Regions from separate parts of the Oryzias latipes genome. Here region 1 is linked to region 2. Evidence: chromatin contacts called from public Hi-C data. All regions are on one chromosome and are shown on one strand. Each heading gives the region's core, a stretch centred on a gene start, on an enhancer-like site or on the middle of the called end of the contact. The rest is flanking DNA. Distances are from core to core; before and after follow the strand shown. Region 1 holds the start of LOC101165757 (E3 ubiquitin-protein ligase rnf146-like). Region 2 holds the start of trmt11 (tRNA (guanine(10)-N2)-methyltransferase homolog).

Evidence for each region. Hi-C and Micro-C count contacts between places; a contact is called where the count stands out from the background.
Region 1: a Hi-C map of fibroblasts shows a contact between it and region 2, with 2.9 times the contacts expected there. The contact joins the promoter of LOC101165757 here to the promoter of trmt11 in region 2. A contact is called at or near these places in 2 of 5 Hi-C or Micro-C datasets (embryo and fibroblasts).

What each region holds. Positions count from the first base shown.
Region 1 is chr16:14,047,430-14,050,408 of ASM223467v1, reverse strand. It overlaps LOC101165757 (E3 ubiquitin-protein ligase rnf146-like), which reads left to right and starts at 1,435. Exons shown (of 3, transcript XM_011485061.2): 1 at 1,435-1,539; 2 at 2,137-2,196. It overlaps mdh2 (malate dehydrogenase, mitochondrial), which reads right to left and starts at 1,410. Exons shown (of 1, transcript XM_004077775.4): 1 at 1-1,410. The coding sequence starts at 1,267. The coding sequence ends at 254.
Region 2 is chr16:14,206,993-14,209,972 of ASM223467v1, reverse strand. trmt11 (tRNA (guanine(10)-N2)-methyltransferase homolog) reads left to right here and starts at 1,714. Exons shown (of 13, transcript XM_004077776.3): 1 at 1,714-1,797. The coding sequence starts at 1,720.

The DNA.
Region 1 (2,979 bases), core at 186-2,685, 160 kb after region 2:
TTTTTTTTTTTCTGACATTCACAAAACAAAACAACATTTTAAACATTCACAGTACAGTATTTCAGAATCTAATCACAAAGAAAAAGCCATGTCTGGAAAGGAAAAGGTAAATGTACTAAAATGACAACTCTGCCAAGAATTAATAAAGAGGAAACACTGACAGAACTTCAGTTACTCTGATGCATTTTAAGACAGAACAAATGATCCATCAAAACTGTGGCTGGGTTTTGAAAATATTGAATGACTCCAGGGTTTACTTCATATTAGCGGCAAAATCCTCGCCCTTCTTGATGGAGGCCTTCAGCTCGCCGATGGCATCAGCCACCAGCTTCTCCTCAAAGGCAGACAGCTTGCCCAGCCCCAGGTTCTTCTCAATGCCGCTCTTCCCCAAGAGGAGAGGTGTGGAGAAGTACTTGCACTCAGTCTCCTCAGACCTGACAAATGCGCACTCCACCACGCCTTCCTTTCCATTCATGGCATCCAGGACGGAGAAGGTGAAGCGGGCGCCGGCGTAGGCCATGGAGAGGGTAGCAGAGCCAGCTCCTGCCTTGGCCTTGACCACCTCTGTACCAGCTTCCTGGATTCTGCCGGTCAAGGCAGACAGCTGATCAGCAGGGAACTCCACTTTGGGTGTGCACTGCGAAATAAGGGGGATGATGGTCTTCCCTGCGTGACCACCGATAACTGGAACATTGACCCGAGCTGGATCCAAGCCTTTGAGCTCAGCCACGAAGGTGTTGGCTCTGACAATGTCCAAGGTTGTGACACCAAACACTCTGTTGGGGTTGTACACGCCATGCTTCTTCATGACCTCTGATGTAATGGGGATGGTGGAGTTCACAGGGTTTGCGATGATGCAGATCATAGCCTCTGGGCAGTTGCGAGCGCAGGCGTCAGCCAAGGTGGCCACAATGGTTGCGTTGGTATTGAACAGGTCGTCGCGGGTCATGCCGGGTTTCCTCGGCACGCCGGCAGGAATCACCACGACTTCGCAGCCCTGCAATGCCGCGTCGAGCTGGTCGGGCCCCATGTAGCCGGTCACCTGGGCTCTTGTCTCAATGTGGCTAAGGTCGGCGGCGACCCCAGGTGTGTGGGCAATATCATACAGGGAGAGATGACTCACCAAGGGGCTATTCTTGAGCAGCAGGGAGAGAGGCTGGCCTATGCCGCCCGAAGCTCCGAGCACCGCAACTTTGGCGTTGTTCTGTGAAGAGGTGGACAAGCACCGCGCAAAGCTAACGGTTGGTCTCACGGCACGGGAAAACATCTTCCTTCTGTCACTTCACGCAATTTGTTGAGAAATAAAAGTTACTTGGGAGCCCCTTTCCTCTGTGACACCAACGTCCTCTAGCCACAAGCTAACAGGAAGAGATGAGCATGCGCGAAACAGAAAAGGTCGTAGGCACGGACCGACTGACGTACCACTGACGTAAGCGCGTACAGTTACGTCGCCCAGTTTATCCCAGATCCTCTGTCGGAAGAAAACAAAGCCAGTTAACATTGGAATTCGATGTACTAGCATTGGAAATCTCTACGACGGTACGATTTACAATATTAAACGACATAAGATAAGCCATTTTTAGAGGTACGGTAAGTTTGTAGTTGTTTCGATCTGTGTCGCAAGAGAACATAGTTCTCCTGTTTTTGTTTTCCTGCTAAGAAAAGAAGCTAGCACCGTCAAATGAACTCCGTCTATTTACTGGAGCTCGCGGACTTCACTTAGCCCTCATAGCTCAGTTTTATTGGTATTCACTTTGTTGTTTGTACACACAATTATCGTTTACCATAAAAGAACGGCAAATACGTTGCGAGGCCTTATGGTTTTTCTTTGGTTTATTTGGTGATTTTTGCTAGCAAGTTTTTGTTTGTCTTCTTTGCATCTTAAAAAAAACAACCTATGACTGTCAGTAATACGATACATTTTTTTGGTGTTTTTAATAAATTACCTTTGAATATGACTCGGTGCTGGATAAGAATGGGCTGTCTGTTCGTACTTACCGACACAACTCGTTGATTGTTGTCGATTAATAGAATTGCCTTTGTCTTTTCTCTCTCTCATAGAAATGTCTTGCATTGAACCTGCAACCAGCTGAACTGTTCTGACCTTTAAATTTACTTTTTTTTTTGTCTCAATAGTGAAAAATTGGACGATCTTAAAGCTCTACTCATGATTCATCAATATTGAAGCATCTTTGAGTGAGTATCAAACTGCACATCATCAGTGGTTTATTATATCAATGAGCTTTTACAGTTTGAAATTCACTATTAGTCGTTTAAGTTTAATTAACTGCAAAAGTGGATTTCATTCTTTATAGTTAGATTGTGTTAAATGTCCCCAAAGCATTGATAGCTTTATTCCATAAATAAATAATAAAACATGTGTGCCATGGTTTATATTATTTATTTTTGGTCAATTTAGTTTTCACTCTGTAATGTTACATTTATATATTGTTATTTTTCTCACTTATTTTTTTTATTTACCATCAATTATTCCTTATAAATGCAAACTGAGATTGGCATTATTGGTTTAATTAACAGCTTTATTGTTGCATTTATATTTTAGTATAACTGCAAGTGGGATAAAAGTACTTAAAGACTCACTTTGATCATCTTTTGATCTATTCCAAAAGTGTTCCCGTTGTTATTTGAATTAGGATTACGCCTTTTTTATTTTTTTGCCAAATCAAAAAACCTGTCATTTTCTAGGACATAGTTTCTGCAGAGCATCAGGAGTTCATTAGAAATTTGCCCCCGAGTTGTGGGCGGGACCGTTGGAGTAAGCCTGCCCACATTTCCCGCCACCCATCTGTTTGCACTCTCTCCCACCAGCTTACAGCCCCTCACATCCCCAATCTATCATTACCGGTGGCAAGAAATATTTGAACTATCCAGTCGTACAGTGTTTATTTGTTTGATTTATTGATTTATTTCAAGCATTGTAGTCAATGAAATAAAGAATTTACACAGATTGATCAAACT
Region 2 (2,980 bases), core at 465-2,964:
TGGTTTCACTATTTCAACAGGCTTTGTTGTTTAAGCCAGTTTTGACCTACAGTACAAGTTTAAATAAAGCATTGGTTGGTTTCACATGTTCATGAAGTTTAATGACAACAAACAAAATAGCGAGATGATGTCTGTTGTTTCTGAGATCTCTCTTGTGTGACTTATGCCTCCAGAGGAGTCGGATGGAGTTCATGCTATAGCACCAGACCGCCTGTCACAGACAGGTCCGTGTTCACTGTGGGGGTTCTTTGGCGGCTCCATACTCGCACTGTCACTGCACAAAAACCGACACACAATAGTGTTTAAGATGTACTTCACTAGTGAAGATTAGTTTATATTTTAAATAGCAGCTAGATTTTAGTTTGTTTTCCTGAGCTATCTGTTAATAGAAATGATATTATAATGTAAACAAAGGCATCCTCTCCTATTGGAGTTTTCTAGGTCATTGTTCCAGAGTGATAACTACATGATCGTCCTTCCCCTGCCAAAGCATCTCTCCCTCAAAGTGTACCAGTCTTTGCTTCCTGGCGCGTAAAAGAATTCCCACCAGTTTATTAGAGATAGTCACATAATGCTCAAACAGCTTCCCAAATTCCACTGTAATGACCGTCCCAGTTCCGTCTCTTTCCTTCAGCTCTCCGATGCTCCGAATCACCTGGCAGAGCTCCTGGACCTCTCTGCTGATGAGCGTTTGAGCATCCCTGCCACGCTGCTCCGTCAGGGATCCCTGCAGGGGTCTCCCATAATCCTCCTGTCCCCTCTGATGAACTGTCCCGTCGGGTGTGGTGTGATGGCTGAAGGGATTGTGCTTCTGGTAGTCCTGCCGCTCACTGGACCACCTCTGCCAGTTCTCTTTGAGGCCTTTGACAGAAACACTGTGCTCTGCAGCAGAATCACTGGACTGAGCAGGAGCACAAAGGTCCCCCTCAGGCTCCATGGTGGTCCCCTCCCATGAGTCCAGTCATTTCTGTGTACAAGAGCATTTTTATTATCATTCTAAATGCAACTAAATGTTTTTTCCCCTCTTTCTTAGGTCTAAATCTAAGTGATCATTGATTGGGACTAAAACAAACGCATTCTGTTAATTGCCACATTTAAAGTAAAGAAAAAAAAACTAAACTTACATGTAGCTGACTCATTTGTTCACTTTCCTTCACCAAAAGTGACTCGTCATTTTGCAGCCAAAATGCAGCAATTTCTGATTACACTGTTACAACTCAGCGCGTTTAATGGAGCCAGCAGCTTTGCTGACAATGGCAGGAGTGCAGAATGCTTATGAAGCGCCAAGCTAAGTCACGCTGATTGGCATGTTTATCGACCAATAGCGTGGAAGTGTTTGAATAGCGAGCCAATCACTGTCTAGAAGGAGGAGCTTGAGTAGGTGTCACTGAAGCAAAGCAGATTAATGTCAGCATATACTCTTCACATTTATTCCACGCAAAGTAAGACAATAAACTAACATGCTCAAGAAATTGGAGCAGTTGCTTTCATTCTATGGGGGGCGGGGTCCATGGGGCAAACATTAAAAAAATAACAATTTCACAGATTAACAAACTGAGAAAGCCACGATGTCAAGATTATTTAGTGTTTTATTTTACCTTATTTTTTTTTTTACTTTTGAAATTATACATGTTTATGTGTTCTATGTAATTTTCGTCTAAGCGGTACGTTTCGTCAGGACCGAGTTTCCAGCCGGATATGTTATGAGGTACAACAAAGATGGCTACCCCCTGTAGCAGTTCACGCCTCCGGTATTTAATACATCTTGCACACGATAATGTGGATTTCAGGTTACCGGTAAATATTTGTTATTTTTTACTTGTCGGTGTTGCTTTAGCCGTTAGTTTAAATGTTTAATTTGGTATTCTTTCGTAAACCACCTACTATTCTCTTTCATTTTCTTTTTACTGTGCTAGTGTTAGCTTTAGCTTGTTTGTTAAACAGTAGAAATGCAGCCCATTTTTATGCCTCAATCATGAAGTGACAACTGCTGACAGTGATTAAAATTGAACGCATTTGCTAGTTTAAACAGTTTTCAGGTTGAAAATCTCTGGCCCCCTTCTTACTGAATTCTTCTCCCACTTTATTGTGGTAACAAATCTACAGTGGTGGACAAAGTTGTTGGTTGGTATCCCTCAGTGAAAAGAAAGAAAGTCCACAATGCTCACTGAAATGACCTGTAATGCTCAAAAGTAACAAATTAAAATTGAAAATTAAATAATTGAAATCAGCCATTACTTTTGAGTTGTTGATTAACAGGATTATTTAAAAAAAAAAAAAAACGAATTAAATAGGGCTGGACAAAAATGATGGTACCCATAACTTAATGTTTTGTTGCACAACCTTTGAGGCAATCACTGCAATTAAACAGTTTCTGTATTTGTCAATGAACCTTCTGCACCTGTCCACAGGTATTTTGGCCCACTCCTCATGAGCAAACTGCTCCAGTTGTCTCAGGTTTGACGGGTGTCTTCTCCAAATGGCATGTTTCAGCTCCTTCCACAGATGTTCAATGGGATTCAGATCTGGGCTCATAGAAGGCAACTTCAGAATAGTCCAACGCTTTTCTCTGAGCCATTCTTGGGATTTTTGGCTGTGTGTTTTGGATCGTTGTCCTGTTGGAAGACCCATGACCTGCGACTGAGACCAAGCTTTCTGACACTAGGCAGCACATTTCTACCCAGAATGCCTTGATAATGTGGAGATTTCATTTGACCTTGCACAACTTCAAGACACCCTGTGGCAGATGCAGCAAAGCAGCCCCAAAACAGAACGGAGCCTCCTCCATGTTTCACAGTAGGGACAGTGTTCTTTTCGTTGTATACTTCATTTTTGAGTCTACCAACATAGAGCTGATGTGCCTTACCAAAAAGCTCCAGTTTTGTCTCATCTGTCCAAAGGACATCTTCCCAGAAGCTTTGTGGCTTTTTAACATGCTTTTTTGCAAATGTCAAGTCAACTTTATTTAATTGCAGTGTTT